Linked DNA regions of Sus scrofa: region 2 is linked to region 1. Evidence: chromatin contacts called from public Hi-C data. All regions are on one chromosome and are shown on one strand. Each heading gives the region's core, a stretch centred on a gene start, on an enhancer-like site or on the middle of the called end of the contact. The rest is flanking DNA. Distances are from core to core; before and after follow the strand shown. Region 1 overlaps LOC110255610 (a long non-coding RNA gene). Region 2 has its middle 94 kb from the start of ZCCHC6.

The links. Hi-C and Micro-C count contacts between places; a contact is called where the count stands out from the background.
Region 2: a contact with region 1 is called in a Hi-C map of liver, with 8 times the contacts expected there. The contact joins two enhancer-like sites. A contact is called at or near these places in 5 of 47 Hi-C or Micro-C datasets (embryonic fibroblasts, liver and skeletal muscle) and 1 of 2 datasets of contacts at active chromatin or transcription factors (skeletal muscle).

The regions. Positions count from the first base shown.
Region 1 is chr10:28,581,323-28,585,574 of Sscrofa11.1, reverse strand. The region is part of intron 1 of LOC110255610 (a long non-coding RNA gene); the gene reads right to left. Among named protein-coding and RNA genes, the nearest start is that of GAS1, 74 kb to the right of the region's middle. Within about 2 kb of position 1,969, at least 25 of the 83 cell types and tissues checked have an H3K27ac peak or open chromatin away from gene starts, as enhancers often do. A contact at or near this core is called in liver, where this site is marked.
Region 2 is chr10:28,899,749-28,903,960 of Sscrofa11.1, reverse strand. No RefSeq gene overlaps it. Among named protein-coding and RNA genes, the nearest start is that of ZCCHC6, 94 kb to the left of the region's middle. Within about 2 kb of position 2,375, at least 1 of the 83 cell types and tissues checked has an H3K27ac peak or open chromatin away from gene starts, as enhancers often do. A contact at or near this core is called in liver, where this site is marked.

The sequences.
Region 1 (4,252 bases), core at 720-3,219:
CTGTTTCCTTTTGCCTTGGGCCCAGGTAGTGACTGGTAGTTGGCCCTGGATTCTCATGCAGAGGACAAAGGTGGTTGAGGGGCAGGGTGCCCAGCCAGTGCACAGCAGACAAGCATTATGAGCAACACGTAAAACTCCCATGAGGTCTGGGCAGCAGACCTAAGTCTATGCCAACTAGTAGGTTGGACGGGGAGAGAGAGAATTGGGGTACTGAGAGGTGCTTCTGCTAAGTGTGCCTGGCTAAGAGTCTGGTTACTAGACCTCTAAGTCCCATCCAGTGCCTGGACACTTAAACCAAGTCTCTCATGGTAGCATTTTGTTGAGATGGTCCTTTTTCCTCTCCATTCCATCCCCATTAAATCCAGTGGTTCCCTCTCAGCCTCACCCACCTCTCTGCTCTCATTACCTCCCTCTTCATATCATCTGCTTCAGTCGGGGAAATCATAGAAGTTCTGGGTTTGGGAGTTCCCGTCGTGGCGCAGTGGTTAACGAATCCGACTAGGAACCATGAGGTTGCGGGTTCGGTCCCTGCCCTTGCTCAGTGGGTTAAGGATCCGGCGTTGCCGTGAGCTGTGGTGTAGGTTGCAGACGCGGCTCGGATCCTGCGTTGCTGTGGTTCTGGTGTAGGCCGGTGGATACAGCTCCGATTAGACCCCTAGCCTGGTAACCTCCATATGCTGCGGGAGCTGCCCAAAGAAATAGCAAAAAGACAAAAAAAAAAAAAAAAAGAAGTTCTGGGTTCGGCAGGAAGCTCTGCTCATAGTCTTGTTTTGACCAAGCATTTACTCTCCATTGGAGCCCTTTGTATTTGCCTCAGGGATCAGGATTTGGGAAGCTAAAGCCAGGAAATCAACATTTATTTTTTTTTCTCAGCTTCAGCCCTGTCACATCAAGCCCTAGAGGCAATGAGAACAGAGCCTTAACTAAGCTCTTTGAACAGAGGACAAATAAGCCATTGCTTACTATTTCACAATTCTTATGATGCCACAGATTTCTGAAACATCTTGTTTGGAATATCAGCTACGGCCCATTAAGTAAAGTAACCTCAACTGTGACACACCTGTTACTGAGCCAAGGCTCTTTTTTTTTTTTTTTTTTTTTTTTTTGTCTTTTCTAGGGCCGCACTCATGGCATATGGAGGTTCCCAGGCTAGGGGTCTAATCAGAGCTGTAGCCGCCAGCCTACACCACAGCCACAGCAACGCCAGATCTGAGCTACTTCTGCAACCTATACCACAGCTCACAGCAATGCTGGATCCTCAACCCACTGAGCAAGGCCAGGGGTCGAACCCAAAACCTCATGGTTTAGTCAGATTCGTTAATCACCGAGCCACGACGGGAACTCCAAACCTAACCATTTTAGAAGTATTTTGTTTTTATTTTCTCTCTGAAGTGGTTAGCCAAGATAGGACTTCATTTCCCTCTCTTTTGCAAGGCTTTGCAAGAAGGACCACTTACCATCAATTTTGCTTTTTATTCAATGGATTTTGCACTTTCCCTTCAAGCTCTGTTTCGGCTAAAGTCAAAGTATTCAACATTTTCTAGAAGATGCTATCATGGGTTGTTAGCAGGCAGAAGTTAATGCCGCTGTGGTTCTATATTTTCTTCATGGGGTGATAGAAATTTCACCAGTTCTTTGAGGAACACTGAAAATTTGGCTTTACACTTGGGGCCTCTGTCACCCAATACTTTAAATAATCTTCCAAATGTCAGCTGTAATGCTATCTCTCCCTGCTGAGACAAAGGTGGGCCTAAAATGAGCTAGAAAACGACAGCTGGATCGATCAGGCGTTCTTCAAGGAAGATGCCAGAAAATCTTGATTAATACCATCGTTCCCTCTGGAATTAATTTTCAGTTCTCCTATCAGGTGTGTTGATAGAAAGCGGTCAGACAGTTCTAGTCATTGCTTCGGATTCCGGTGCTGTCCTTCATCAGGGCCTCTAATGAAGTCTGAGCTGTAGCCTGGGGTTGATGCCAGACTGGAATGCAGGGAGGCTGAAAGCTGACACCAGTTCAACCAAGCAAAGGGCCTTGGCTAAGGTTGTCTCCATGACAACCTGAGTGTTTTCCTGGTGATGCATTTACACAACAGGGTTAAAGTTCTGTGAAAGCAACAGCTGTTGTAAAAACAGTATATTAAATATGTTTAGGACTGTAAAATGGGCATTCTTTATTGTGGCATTTCATTTGAGGAAATTCTGCAAATGCACAATGGATTTTAAAACAGAATTGCTAAGTGGCAGGATATTTCTTTGGTCAAATCTCTATTTTATTCTTGTTTCTGAAAGGGAGCAGGAGAACATTTCTGATGATCTTTTTTTCCCCTGTCATTTATTTCTTGTAAAATTATCTTCTCACATCAAAGTATTCAACCTACAACCTCGGATCCCTTCATACTGGCCAGTATGTTTGCAATAAGTCACCTGGCAAATAACTTTGGAGAAGGAAAGCAATCTATGAGCCCTGTAACTGAAATCATTTGTCATGCTTCTTATTGGGGTTTGTTCTTTTCTACTCACAAGCTTTCAGTTTTTCATGCTGACTGATCATTCGGACAGGTATTCGAAAAACAAAACAAAGAATTTTCCAACAGTCCGAGAAAGACATTGATTTTTTTACAATAGAAACTTCTTTGTCTGCTTCTGGCAAATCTTATGCCCCCAGGTTGATGAGACGGACGATACCCAGATTTGCAAGAGGGAAACCGAACGTAATTCAGAATTCTGCCAGTTGGTGAGCAACTCTGTGGCATTATGAACAGAGTGACCCCACCATCCAGTTGTCATGGACATCTGGAGTTCACTGTTAAAATCAATAACATCTTGGCAGACCAGGACTGGTTGGTCACTCCCACCTTCAAAAACATTGGGCAACATCTGTTAGTATGCCAGACTCTGTACTAAGGGAATGGGATCCAGAGTCAAATAGTCCTCACTCTGTTCCCATCTCCCCCGGTTATTTAGTGAAAAAATGTAGTGAATAAATTTTGGCTGTCTACCTGAGTATGTGCATATCTATAATAAGAGGTGATAAAAGGCGTGCCTTCCTTTCCGGGGTGTTGTGAGCCAAGGCACGAGGGCATGGCAGGACCCCTTTCTGCCCCAGGTTGCCATCTTGGTTGGGCTGGAGTGGCCATTTGCCGGGGGCCTCCTGTTTTCCTCCTCTCCTGGCACTGAGTGGCCAGCATTGGCCAGGCAAGCCCATTCAAGAGGTGCCCCTCCTGGAGCCTAGAGGTGGAAAACGCAAGAGTCCATCCACCTTGGCCCCATCATGTCAGATCCAGAAAAACCAATTACATGGCATTTTACCCTTGCTTCTTTCCATTCGGAGACTGAGCTGAGAAAAAAAAAAAAATTTGTTTACATCCGTGGACTTTCTAAGCCTCAGAGAATATTGGCTGTGAATATTTTTCTAAATCAAATAACCAAGATGTACTGGTTGCCTGGCTACTCTGTAAAATGTAGGTGGCCCTGGAAAAGCCAAGGACACATTCTCCCTTTCCTTGAAAACAAACACCATAAGTCCACTCCCTCTATTTATGAAGAGGGAAAGGAGACACCTAGCAAAGCTTCTAGGAACACATCTCAGAAATAAAAACAGCAGTCAAAAGAACGCACATCTTCCATTGTACTCTGCCCACCAAGATTTCAAGATGAAAATCTTCCAGTCTGGCTGAATTCCCCAGCAGCATGTTCCAATAATGAGCATGGAATCCCCCTGTCAACCACACAGAGTAGAAACCCCATGCTTGAGTCTTCAATGCATGCATGCATGCATTCATTCATTCCCCCAGTATTTGTTGAATGCCTTTTACATCTCAGGCACTGATCTAGGTTCTGCAAAAAGAGCAGTGGTGGGGGTTGGGGTTGGGGGGCGGGGAGAAACCAACACAAGATCCTTGCCCTCATGCAGCTTAGTGATGGAGAGGACACTGAAACTCCACCAACACACATACCCAAAAATATTTCTTCATGAATAAATTCTTTAGAACAGGATTATTATAAGGTCTTCATTTCAAGGTTTATAGATCAAACTTTCCTCCCAAATTCTAAATCACAGTATCTTGATTAATACTCTAGATAGGTGTTTATTTTCCATGTGCATAATATGAAAGGAAATTAGCATGTAGGTTTTAAGAACTGGTCTATTAAAATTGTCCAGAATTAGCATGCCTGTGAGCACAATGTAGAGCTTATTACCATCAAGGGCCTTACAGATGAAGTTAAAACTCACCTGTATTCTTAGCTGAATG
Region 2 (4,212 bases), core at 1,126-3,625, 320 kb before region 1:
GGAAAAAAAGAAAGCTAATGGGGAAATCATCAAGTCATAAAAATGCTGCTGGGGACCCACGTTTTCACTGGTCCCTGGCATTTCCACAGTCATCGCTTCCTTTCTTTACACATCCAAAGGCTTAGAAATCTCCAACCAGATGCATTGTAGTGTTCTCCTCATGTCTCATGAAACCCAGGGGGAAAAGATGTAAAAAGAGGGGCAGGTGGTTCAGCATTTTTTTTGGTTAGACCCCGTTTTTTGGTTCTCTCTTTCTCTCAGGCCTGCGCATGTGGGCCAGTGTGAATTTGCATGGTTACCTGCAGACACAGTGCTCTAAACTTGGCCAAGCATTGATGTCACTCACCAAACTCATAAAGTAACCAGGTCAAATTTCTGCTCCAGATGGTGGATTTAGCCTTAGTAATTTATAGTCACACCATGAATGGCAAGTTGGGATGTCAAGCCCTGTAGTCATACTTATATTAGTGGTGTTCCCTGCTGAGGATCTAGTTTATGCTGTCGCCTTTCAAACTTGTGTATTCTTTCACCACTAATTATATAACCATTGCAATTTCTGCTTGTCTTCTGCTTTGAAAAAAATAATGATTTTTTTTTTTTTAGGGCTGCAGCTGCGGCACATGGAGGTTCCCAGGCCAGGGGTCGAATCGGAGCTGTAGCCACTGGCCTACCCCACAGCCACAGCAATGCAGGATCTGAGCCATGCCTGCAACCTACACTACAGCTCACAGCAATGCCAGATCCCCAACCCACTGAGCCAGGCCAGGAATCGAACCGGAGTCCCCATGGATGCTAGTCAGATTCGTTAATTGCTGAGCCATAACAGGAACTCCAATATAGTGATTCATAATATAGGTTTTTATATGCATGCTTTGAAATGTGCAGTGGACCATCAAACACAGAAATTGTGAGCTTTATATATTCATTCATTCATTCATTCTTCTGAGTGCCTAGCACAGTGCCCAGCAGGCAGAAGTCAATCAATATGTGTGTGTGTGCGCGTGAGAGAAAGAGAGAGTGACTGAGAGAAAATAATACATAATATCCTTTTTGAAAAATGTGCCAAAGGTGTGTGAAGTTGTTTTATTTTGTTTTGTTGAAGCATAGCTGATTTTACAGTTGTGTTAGTTTCTGGTGTATAGCAAAGTGAGTCAGTTTAATATATATATTCTTTTTCAGATTCATTTACATTATAGTTTATTACAAGTTATTGAATGTTGTTCCCTGTGTTATTACAGTGGGTCCTTGTTTTTCATCTGTTTTATATGTAATAGTTTGTATCTGCTAATCCCAAACTCCTAGTTTATGCCTCCCCCCTTCCTTTTTGATAACCATAAGCTTATTTTCTATGTCTGTGAGTCTGTTTCAGTTTTGTAAATAAGTTCATTTCCAGCATTTGATTACATATATTAATGTGATATTATATGATATTCATCTTTCTCTGACTTCACGTAATATGATAAGTATTAAGTACGTACATCCATGTTGCTGCAAATGGCATTAGTTCATTCTTTTTTATGGCTGAGTAATATTCATGTATATCTCACATCTTCTTTATCCATTCATCTGTCAATGGACATTTAGGTTGCTTTCATGTCCTGGTTATCGTAAACAGTGCTGCTGTGAACACCAGGGTGCATCTTTTTGAATTAGAATTTTGTCTAGCTCTATGCCCAGGAGTGGGATTGCTAAATCAGATGACCACTCTATTTTTAGTTTTTTAAGGAACCTCCATACTGCTCTCCATTGCGGCTGCACTAATTTACATTCCTGCCAACAGTATAGGAGGGAGGGTTCCCTTTTGTGAGAAGTTTTTAATGCCCCAAAACATTAATCCCAAGGCTTAATGCCAGGCACAATTTTAAATGCTTTACCTTATTGGCACGTTTAATCCTCATAATAGTCCCTAGAGGAGCTTTTCATTGTCCATGAACGAACTGGATGCACGTGAAGGTGGAGGGAATTGTCCATGTCAGTGAACGGCAGAGCTAAGGTTTGAACCCAGGCATCCTGTGGTCAGAGATTGTGCCTGTCACCATGATCCTGCCTTGCCTCTCAAGTTGTGATGCTGCCAAAGTTCTTAGGTCCCCGGGAGGAACATGATATAAAGTGCATTTCATTAAAAAAAAAAAAAAGATAGCCTCTTTGTTCCAAGTCTGTTCCAGGCTCAAGTGAATGTTTGACATTTGGTGTAAGAGTTAGTAAGTGGGATCCATCAAGGTACATACGAGTGTACTGGAGTCTTTTCTCTGCTGATTTCCTATCTCATAGTTCATGTTGCATGTAAAATACCTCTGGAGTTCTTTGCCCTCAAAAGTCCACACAAAGGGCCCATGTTTTAATGACGTCAAGTGATCAATCTTTGTACGGTAGTCTTATCACAAGTGTTACAAAACTATTTTTCCTGTGTTTTGAGTAGCTATCGAGACAGTTCCAGAGCCACAGCTAATTCCCATTTCTATGACGCTTCCTTAGCCTATGGTGGGTGTTCACGTCTAGACAGTCTGACCATAAAACTAAACTGGAAGATAAAGGACTGTGAACCTGGATCATGGATTTGGTTCCCAAAGCACCCCCGTAGTGTTCTTTCTTCTTTGTAATTTTCAATTGTGTTCATTAATTATGAAAGTAATACATAACTGTTGTCACAACTGAACTAATGTGAAGATATGTAAAAAACAGTACTTCCTCAACACACATGCACACGCATGCACACGCACACACACCTATACACACACACAATAGTAACAGCCAAATATTTATTTTTATATTTATCTTTCACATTTTCCCTATCTTAGTGAAAACATATACAAACGTAGATACATATATTGTTAAACACAGTAGTGTGCATTTTAAAAAAATTAACAGACTTCATTTCTAAAATGCAGTTTTAGGTTCACAACAAAATTGATTGGCAGGTGCATAGCGTTGCCATAAATCCCCTGCCTCTGCACAGCATAGATTCCCTACACAGAGTGGTACCATGGTTACAATCGTTACAATCGATGGCTACATCGCAGGCTACATGCAATGCATTTTTTTTTAATGTAACAATATATGATGTTCCCAATATTTGACTATTTTGATCCGTAAGATTGGTAATTTCACACAGTTCAAAATAATAGCAGGTCCATTGATAGAGATTTCAAAATATAGGGGTGTGTGTGTGTATTTTTTTTTTCTTTTTAAGGCTGCACCTGTGGCATATGGAAATTCCCAGGCTAGGGGTAGAACTGGAGCTGCAGCTGCCAGCCTATACCACAGCCACAGCAACACCAGATCTGAGCCGCCTCTGTGACCTATGCTGCAGCTTTCAGTAATGTTGGTTCCTTAACCCACTGAGTGGGACCAAGAGTTGAACCCACATCCTCATGGATACTAGTTGGGTTTGTTTCCACTGAACCACAATGGGAACTCCCTCAAAATAATTTAAAATAAATGCACAGATGCACAAAATTCTATCATGGTTATTTAACCATTTCCTTAGGGACAGTCAGATTGTTTCCAGTTTTGGGGAGCACAAGGCTTCAGTAATCATCCTTCACCATCTCTCTTTTTAAAAGAATAATTGTTCACAGCTCTATTCCATTTTCTCAGAACGTAACTTGGCACATGGAAAGTGTTCTCTAAACATTTGTTGAATGACTAAGCGAGTGAAGGGGCTCTGATGCTGTCTTGCCAGCTGCGTGGATCTTAGGCTGCTCATTTGCTTTGCTAACTTGCCAGTGGGTGGGACCATGGGTTCGGCACAGCCCTTCTTATTCTTTCTGCGTCCTCCTGCCATTCACTTCTACCTGTGGCAGCCAGTCAGTGTTTCTTATCACACTCACAGCTTCTTTTGTATTTCCTTTAAAAAACAGCTTTGTTGAGATAGAGTTCATATATCATACAGTTCACTCTATTTGAAGTAAAGGATTCTGTGGGTTTTCCACATGTCCACAAGTATGTGTAACCATTAGCACACTTTTAGAGCATTTTCATCACCTCAAAAAGAAATTCCATAGGTTTTATCTTTCATCACCCCCAGCCCTCCTTTCCCTCCATCTACCCTCACTCAGTCCTGAGAAACCACTAATCTACTCTCTGGTTTGTCTCTGTAGATGTTCCCATTCTGAACATTTTACATGAATGAAATAATACACTGTATGCCCTTTTGTGATCAACTCCTTCACGTGACACATTTTCAAGGCTCATCTATGCTGAAGTGTGTAT